Linked DNA regions of Capsicum annuum: region 2 is linked to region 1. A link is a contact called in public Hi-C data. All regions are on one chromosome and are shown on one strand. The core of a region is the stretch at or near the end of the contact, and the rest is flanking DNA. Distances in the headings are between cores, read along the strand shown. Region 1 has its middle 7.7 kb from the start of LOC124889018. Region 2 holds the start of LOC107847943 (BTB/POZ domain-containing protein At1g67900).

Region 1 (4,737 bases), core at 1,142-3,641:
CGAAAAAAGTTTTTTGGAGGGGTACGTTTCAAGGTTATATTTACACCTTTTATAAATGGAAAGAAAATTTAAATAGTGACCAAAAAAGAGACAATTTGTGTAAATCGACCATACACATTGTGGGCCTCCTTTTTCGGTAGACGTCTTGTTATTTTCTATCATGAATGAATGCAAGTATGAATCTTGCCACTAAGGCAACAGACCAAACTCCAATGGTTTTCCTCTGGCATTGCCTCCTATACCCTTACTTTTTCTGCAGCACTAAATAATTGTCACAATGGGATCACTTCAAAGGATTTCCCAATTTGCTCTAATTGTTTTTGGCAGTATACATTTAAAGATTCTAATTAGATAAAATTGCATTTTCATATAATTAAACCTTATTTGTCAAAAGTCACCTATATGTAAGATCTTGAGTATATTTTGTTTGTCAAATGCAACATTATTTCATATACAAGTGTATATTATTTTCATCTATGTGGGAAGAGAAATAAGGGATCGTTTGGTGCAACATATTAGAATAAATAATTTTAAAATAAAATAATAATTTTAAAATAAAAATTTTGGTGTCTTATTTGGTTGTCACATTCAAAATAATTTATCCCGATATTAACAAATAGTACAAGAATAAGTTATTCCATCCTTTTGATGATATAATAATTCCAATATAATTTATCTTGAGATAAAGCTATAAAATAACCAAATTACCTTCCCAATAGATTATGTTCGCATTCATGGAGATTTGATGATGATAACCAATTTAAGAACAGTGGTGGATGTGCTTGAAGCTTTTAAATATTTCAATTCTATTTCAGTTCATTTTTTTTATTTTGAAGTATTTACTATACTCATTGTTTAGTTAAAAGAATTTTCATGGAGTATATGTTTTAATATAAAGTTATTGGGGATTGTCATTATATTACCTTTTTCATTTTGTTAATTATTTAATCACTTTTTTTTTTTTTAAAATACGTTCTCTAGTAAACAAGAGACTTTATTACTTTTCACATATTTTTGTGTATTTATTTATTTTTACTGTCCTGCAGATTAGGAGCAACACCATTGATGACATTATTTGCTCTATTGTTGGGACTAATGAATTTATCATATGATTCGAATCAACACTGCAGTTGTCTAATCTTTATTTTACTTTTGTTTATATGACATGATAGAACTTTCATAAAAATAATAGTTCACCTTATCAATATAATTTTCAATTTTCATAAAAATAATTTATATCTATAATCTATAATGTATAGTTTATAATTTATGATATATTAAAAGTGTGAACGGCATTAGATATGTTATTTGAACTTTTTACCCTTAATTAAAAGTCATTGCTTTAAACAAAATCGCATTTTCACTATTTTTTCCAAACATTTAACAGTTGAAAATTAATTAAATATATTTATGGTAAAACATTTTCTTATTAGAAGCCATCAAAATTTCACTATTTTTTCCTAATTTAAGAGTTAAAAACTAATTAAATATATTTATAGTAAACCCCTTCATTATTAGAAGTTATCAAAACTAATGACAACTAATACTTTTTGCATTAGTTTAAACATTTTAAATCAACTAAATTTAATTTTAAGAATACTTGAAAAATCTAGAAATAAATATAAAACTGTTAGAATAAGAAAAATTTAAGAAGTACCAAATTTTAAAAAGTTTTAAGTACGTAAATCAATGATTTTGTAAAGATTTGACTTTAAAATAAGAAAAAATTCTTAAGTATAAGAAAATAATCGTAACACAAATATGGTGCAAATTGATGCGTCTCTCTTATCCTCTGGCGACAAGGAAAAGAGATATTGTATGACAAACGTGAATGATGATTCATCAATCACTTATTAAAGTGTGAAAGATTATTATATTTTGTATTAATAATTGTATGACAAACGCAAAAGAGATATTTATGACAAACGCAAATGACAAACACAAATGAGATATTTACATTATTAAATTAAAGTGTGAAAGATTTTTGACAAGTGATTTGAATTTTTGTACTTTATTAAAAATCTACGCAATAAATAAAATTATTTAATTTTAAATAATTAAATATTATACGTGCGAGACACATGCGGTTAAATTAGTTAAGCTAAATAAGGTGAAAGATATTTTTTTAAATAAACAATATATTCTTAAGAAGAATGCAATATATATTATTTTTGTGGTATCACAAATCAAAACTACTAGAAGATGACATCAGAATAACTAATTTTAAAACAACTAATTCCAACATAACTTGTTTTAAACCAAACAAGCCGTGATTGTGATATACTAATTGCAGCTTTCTCAGCGTCTTTCTTCTTTTGCCTTTCCTTTTTTCCCAATTCTCAATTGTTGCTTTATCCCTCTTTTTCTAACCTTAAATTTTCAAGCACAATCTTATTATTTGGTGATTATTGAGCCCCCTTTCCAAGATTTTCTACTCCTAAATAAGTTTTATTTGACTTTTTGGTTAACTCGTCCATTTAATCGGGGACAAGAGAAAACAGGAAATGAAACTGAGGTCAATTACACATCATCCAATAAGTTAAATAAAATGCTTAAATTTTTTTTAAAAAAGCTCTTCTAATTGAAAATTCGTCTTCACAATGGTATCTACACCCATTTTTTTCTTGAGCTGAAAATTTATTAAAAATAGTTTTTTTTTTTATTTTAAAAAGGTACAATTAAGATGCACTCTAATCCTAATTTATGGAATGACACTAGATAGCTAATTGTTTTATTTTAGACCGTCTACAAGATAGAAGATGAAAAAGGTGAAGGCAACTTGGTCAGGTCACACTCATTCGTGCCCCTCCCATGCGTTGCACGCGAATCTTTAACAAAACACAAGAGGTTAAGTGGGTGGAGTTGGGTGAAATGTGTCCAATAAAATAATAATTTTGTATCTCATCATTTACCAAACCAATTGATAAACAATGTGTGAAAAACGGGGAAACAAATATTACAAGCCATATTTGTCATCAAATCATATATATATATATATATTGTTTGATAGAAAAGAGAAAATTATAATTATAATTAAAAAATTGAGTGTGAAATGTGATTATGATGATGAGATAGGCAGGCTCACACCTAGACACATGTTAATGAATATGATTAGTAGTAATCCAATTAATCATGATTAGGTTGGTTTGACGTGATATATATTTGGATGCTTATCATACACACTAAGGGGTCATTTGGTAGAGTATGTTGACAAAAATAATGCATGTATTAATTAATGTGTATTATAAATATTTTGTTTGGTATAATTTTTAGTTTATATATAACTAATGAAAATATTAGTTATACACTCTATTGTGTATTAAGGTGCGTATTACTAATTGGTCAAAATCATTTTCCCTCCCCAACTTTGTCTTAAAAATCAACCCCCCAACTTTAAACAATAATCATACTCCTCCTTTATCCTAATTGACTTTTTAAAATTCCTATTTTACCCTTTATCATCAATTTTTTTATTCTTTTTTTTTTAACTTCTTTAACATCATCATATTTTCATTTTAAAAAAAATTCATATAACAATTTTTTCATAAAAACATAAACATTATTCATATAACATAATTTTCTTAAAAATATAAACATTATCTTCTAGAAAAAAAAGTAAGAAATATATAAGCTAATGATGATCTTTATGAAGTAAATTAGCATAATAAGAAAATTAGTTTTATTAATAATAATCAAAACTATAATATTTATTTTAACAAATGAAAATAATAAGTACTACTAATTTTATAAACATATTTCAATGCAGAAAATACAAACAATAAATGAAGGAGATAAGCCTCTAGCACCACCCCGAACTATGGTCAAAGTTGTTACGACACACTCCAACTTCACAGGGGTCCTATTATTCCCTGAACTCAAATTTAGAGTAATTTTATCATTTTTTGTGCTAATGTGACACCTTTATTACATAAAATGGAGCCCATATCAAAGGTGGCACGCCATCTAAAATGATTGATAAAAGGTATGACGTTAGCTAAAAAGATTGATAAAAATACGCTAAAATTTAGTTTAAGGGGTAATAGGACCCCGGTGAAGTTGACGTGTGTCGTAGCAAATTTGATCATAGTTCAGGAATACTAGATGTTTTTCTCGAATAAAAATAAGTTCAAAATTTAAAGATTATATTTATTTATATAAATTATAAAATATGTAATACTCTATTAATGGAAATCACAACTTATTTACTGATATAGACAATCGGTAATATCGTTTCTTATCACTTGATCCTCATGCTAAAAATAAATGTTTTAGTTTATCTGCTCAATTTGTGAAATCAAGAGAATTGTATTATGTTCTTTTTCTACCCTTTAGTGTTAAATAACTATATAAAGTAACAATATAGACAAATTTAAAGTTTCAAATTATTATTAATAAGGTTAATTTAGCAAAATATAACTCTAAGTAAAATTTTCTTAAGGATTGTGTTATATCAACAATAAGATAAGTAATACGAAACAAATTTAGTAAGAGAGTGATAAAACACGAAAATATACGCACATGCATGTACATGCATATGTATATATACACACTTAGGGGTGAGTTGTTTGGAAACAGGTTATTCCGGGATTAGTTATTACAAAGTAAGTTATACTAATATGTATGTGTGATAACTTATCTCATCACTATGGTAAAAATGGTGCGACAAATAATTTTGAGACTACCTAATACATCTAATTAAATGCAGTATAAATAATCATGAACTTTATCTCTAAATTA
Region 2 (5,237 bases), core at 1,667-4,166, 100 kb before region 1:
AAAGTGATTAAACGACATTGATCGTGTAAAACTCTTTACACAGTTAGTGAGTGCGTATAACTTAAATCATTTTCATTATAACAACAATTCATCCTCTACAGTTTCTTCAAAGTTATCTTATTTTTTAACTGTCAACATGATGTAGGCTGAACATGCCTGATTCTATAAATCAGAATTAGAGCTTCTAATTCTAACTGAACATTGAATTTGAGGATATTAAGATGTCAAAGAGTTGGTTATCTGCTAACATGGTAATGCCCCACATCCTAGTTTTTAACACTTAGGACATATGCAAAGAATTATTTCTACATATGGATGTAACGTTTTTGATTTCTTTAAATAAAATAGAAACCTCAACAGTAATTGGGCAAAAGATAATGGTATAGTTGAAGATGTTATCTGCAATTTTACCTTGAGATAGATGTCAATTGCTTTGTAAAGATCATCATGGTCAAGCCTGGCAAACTCTGGAATTGCTTCAGCAATTGTTATGAATTTTGACAGGGGCAAATTTGTGTCACTGGCAATTTCTTGAAGATATCCATCGACAAGCTTAGCTACCTTGAGTTTTGAGCTATGTGATGCTGAAGAAGATCTTCTGCTTTCTTGAAACTCAAGGTCAATATTCTCCGCGGACCGGGACCTTCTCCTCTCAAAATCTCCTTTCCTTCTTAGTGGACTCGTTGGGGGACTTTGCACCTGCAACATGAACTGTTGTAATATGGTGATAACCACATCCACATCATAAATTGTGTCAAATGTGTGTGAGACACAAGGTATTAACAGATCATTAACACTAGCATCTTCTAATTGAAGCCCAACCCTTCTTGCCAATTCCATCTTGGATGAACAAGAAGCCTTCAGAATGTTAGCGGCTTTAAGCAGTTTCAACAAGAAACTACAAGAAACTGCCCCCTTTTCAGCTGGTAACAAGCTGATTATTGACTCCAAAAGCAGCCTGTGTTTTCCAATTGAATCTGATTCGGATTGATCATGTACCACATGCTTCTCATGATTTGCATACTTTGAAATGTTTGGTAACCATCTTGAAGCATAAACTCGCAATGCATCACCGATAACACTAGCAGGTACTTTCCCACCAGATTTGATGGCTATCATACTTCTCCAATAAAGGTCTATGCTCAATTCTGCTAAATCTTCAGCCCACCAAACTTTAGATGAACCTTTATTATGCCTTCTGCTTTCAGATTCATTGCAAGAAATATCATCCCTCGGGCCTCTTCTTGAGTAGGTCCTCGACAAATTCACCTTTGAAGGATGAGCCAGGACTTTTGAAGCAATGTTTTCAATACATCTGCTTGTAATTCCCAAGTCCTCAGACCATAAAGGAAAGGACTTAGTAATCTGTAATGTCACAATTGAGTCTTTCCAACCTGAAAGTATGCAAGAATTGAAGAATACTTCGAGTTTGTAAATCAAGTTTCCTTTCTCTACATCCTCTGTCATCTGCAGGTACTCTGCAGCACACCGAGCCGCAACAATGTTGTAGGCACTTAGAGTAATAGTGATTCCATAGCAGAATTTTGCACATAGCTCAAATGCTTCAATTCCACCAGGAAAATCTGGTAGCTGCACAATTTGGTGCTGTGAGGTTTCTGGACTTTCAGAGCATAGCCTCTGCAGCCTTGAGCACTTTGACAGCAGAGGAAACTGTTTAACACAATTAGCTCGACATTAGTAGGCATTTGGATATACAAATTATGTGTACATCCATAGTTATTTTAACCTTGAATAAAAATAGAAAATTTGAAGTTGAAAACTCAATGAGTATTTAAATTGAAAAAATTCGTTCACTCACAAAAATTCAACACAATTTCAACTATCAAGAATTTAATATACTTCAAAGTCCTCATTTTTCAAGTTCAGCCAAATATTGACCAAGTGGAAAAGAAAAAGAGAAGGAACCCAGAAAAGTTAGAAATTTAACCTTGTGAAGCAAATATCTGCTACCCTTTACTTGGACTATGAGATCACTAATAACTTCAGAATTAACTGACCTGCATCAAGAAAAAAAAATGAGCCGACAGTCTTTTGGAAACAGGCTCTCTGCCTCTAAGAGGTAGAGGTAAGGTTTGCATACATTCTACCCTCCCAGACCCATCTTGTGCGTTTTCACTGGTATGTTGTTGTTGCATCAAGAAAGGAAATCTTGGTTTCTTTGAAGTCTTCTAAACTATTTCTAGCTGAATCCAAGAAACAGAGAAAGAAAACATGAAGTTACCTTACAGCCTCAGTAGTGATGAAAGTGTCAGGCCTAGATCCAAGTTTCATAAACTTCATGTTTTTGAGGCTTTTCTTTTTGTATGTTAATGCTCTCAAAAACAAAAATATATCATCCAATATGCAAAACCATGGCAGAATCAAAGAGACAGAGACAAAGCCATTTGTTACGATAGTTGAAAGGTTCACTTTTTTAGACACCACTACCTTTGAAAGTTCCTCCTCCAGCTACTAGCAATAGATATTGTCTAAAAACAAAAAGAAACACCACTTAGTTATACACCCCCTTTAGAATATCCTGTCTTGTTAATTTTTCTAAAAGTTTGGTAAATTACCCAACAAGATTGACACTTATTCAACTCACAAATAGTTGCTTAGGAGAATGAAGATTAAAAAGAGAAGGGACATAAAACTAAAGGATTGTCTAAAGGTTGTGGGATTTGTTAGCATCTGGCTAGCACTAATGCAATTTATAATAAAGATGATGATGACTAAAATGACATGAACCAAGAAAATCAAGCACTCCCAAAATTCTTGTCCTTACTGTCAAGTTTGCAGTTAGATTTAGACATGCAAACATAAAGAATCAAAGGTACCCCAATTCTCATTAAGATTAAAGGACCAATACAATACCGGTCAATTTTAAAAAAGAAACAAGAAAGAAAAAAGGAAAATGTACAGCCACAAAATTTATTTTAATATTAATAACTGAAATTGGAAAAGACAAAAAAAAAAATCATAAAATTCATTTAGACCAAAAGTCTGACGGACATGGCTAAGGAAGTCATTCTGACATATTTTGCAATATAAAAAAATCATCATAAATTGATTAATTTGTTGTTGAATTACAAAGGGTTATTCTTTTTTTAAAAAAATTAATACATAATTATTATTCTCTCTTTGATAGATTGCTAGATACGTGAGTGTAAAATTACAGGGTTATTCTTTCTTAAAAAATTAATACATAATTATTATTCTCTTTTTGATAGATTACTAGATATGTGAGTGTAAAATTACTCTTAATTTTACACACACATATCTAGTAACTAGTTTAGGTGTACGCGTAAGTACCTCACTTTAATGAGTTCAAACATTACATTAAATAGAATATTTATTTAAATAATAACGATGAATATATTAATTAAATTTAATATCTTTTGAATATGTAAAGATTGAGAATTTATTTATTAAATCTCGTCTTTACAAAAAATATTTTTAAAAGTCGATCGACATTCATCTACCATCTGTAAATTGCAACAAAATAATATAACGATAGAAATATCAAAATAATATAATTAAATATAATCTTTACACACAAAAATAAAGAAGATATATTAATACACACATGTTGAATTTTATTATGCTGACAAAAATAGTCAAGAAGTTGAGAGTTAGAAAATCAAGCATCCACCATCTTGACATGCAATTGAATTAAGTTAGATGAGCATCAACCATATTCTCCCAATAGGGAAATCGATTTGTTCTCTAGTTTAACGTACATCTCAATATTTGTAGAAGTATTTCCTTAATAGAGTCATATTTTAGGAGTATTTTTCTAATTGAACAGTAGAAAGAAAAATATTAATTAATTCTCTTATTATATATTTTAGTAGTCTCATATATTTTAGAAAGTGTAGTAAAAAAAATATTAATTAATTCTCCTACCATATATTTTAAGAGTCTCATATATTTTAGGAAGTCTAGTTAATACAATAAAAAATAATTAAATAATAAATATAAAAAATAGTGAAAAGACAGTTTTGTCTAAAGAAGAATCTTGTAATGAAGGGTAAATAATTTAAATCACTTTTCTGAGACTCTTCAAACTTTTAATATATTATATAGATAGATTATAGATAGATATAGATTAGAGATGTTAAACAATTGATAAGATCTTTTAAAAAGTGAATAAATAAAATTTTTAAATAAAATATTAATAGAGTCCTATTTTAGGAGTATTTTTCTAATTGAACAGTAGAAAGAAAAATATTAATTAATTCTCCTACCATATATTTTAGGAGACTCATATATTTTAGAACGTCTAGTAGAAAGAAAAATATTAATTAATTTTCCTACCGTATATCTTAGGAGTTCCATATATTTTAGGAAGTCTAGTTAATATAATAAAAAATAATTAAATAATAAATTTAAAAAATAGTGAAAAAACAGTTTTATCTAAAGAAAAGTCTTGTAATGAAAGGTAAATGGTTCAATGTTTTTACACTTTTAATATATTATATAGATAAATTATAGATATTGAACAATTGATAAAAAATTTTAAGAAATGAATGAATAAAATTTTTAAATAAAATAACAATACCTTTTGTTTTTGCCAAATATACTCCTACGTTTTTCTTTCTTAATGCCTTTTTTACAAAAATTGTTAAAAGTAATAACAACTTTTTAATTTTACCAAATATACTCCTACGTTTTTCTTTTGCCAAAAAATAAGGCAATGTTTGTTAAGTCTTATCATATATATTTTAAACTCCTGATTCCATATATTTTAGGAGATAATATTATAAATATAATTAATAATAATTTATAAAAATAGTGAAAAGACGATTTGTCTAAAGGAGAAACTTTTAATAAAGGATAAAAAGTTCGAATCACTTTTCTAAGGGTGTTCACACTTTTAATATATTATAGATTATAGATCTATCAAAGAGAGAATAATAATTTTGTATTAATTTTTTTAAAAAAAGTAACTCTTTTTAATTCAACAATAAATTAGTCAATTTATGATGAATTTTTATATTACAAAATATGTCGTAATAACTTCCTTAGGCATGTCCGTGAGACTTTTGATCAAACATTACCCCGTGTTAGAAAAAGTCTCGTTATGCTTTCGACTCTTAAAAGGAGCTTCAATTTAAGGATAATTTATCACATGATTTAAAATTGAGGAGTAAACTTCGATTTTTTTTTATTTTTTATTTTTGGTTGAATGATATTCTTTTCTTGAAACAATTGGACTCTTGAATTTCTACTCATTT

What was found. Hi-C and Micro-C count contacts between places; a contact is called where the count stands out from the background.
Region 2: a contact with region 1 is called in a Hi-C map of leaf, with 3 times the contacts expected there. The contact joins the promoter of LOC107847943 here to the enhancer-like site in region 1. A contact is called at or near these places in 4 of 5 Hi-C or Micro-C datasets (bud, leaf and placenta).

The regions. Positions count from the first base shown.
Region 1 is chr11:132,848,780-132,853,516 of UCD10Xv1.1, reverse strand. No RefSeq gene overlaps it. Among protein-coding and RNA genes, the nearest start is that of LOC124889018, 7.7 kb to the left of the region's middle. Within about 2 kb of position 2,391, at least 3 of the 5 cell types and tissues checked have an H3K27ac peak or open chromatin away from gene starts, as enhancers often do. A contact at or near this core is called in leaf, where this site is marked.
Region 2 is chr11:132,948,836-132,954,072 of UCD10Xv1.1, reverse strand. LOC107847943 (BTB/POZ domain-containing protein At1g67900) reads right to left here and starts at 2,916. Exons shown (of 4, transcript XM_016692561.2): 1 at 2,243-2,916; 2 at 1,949-2,018; 3 at 412-1,671. The coding sequence starts at 2,301.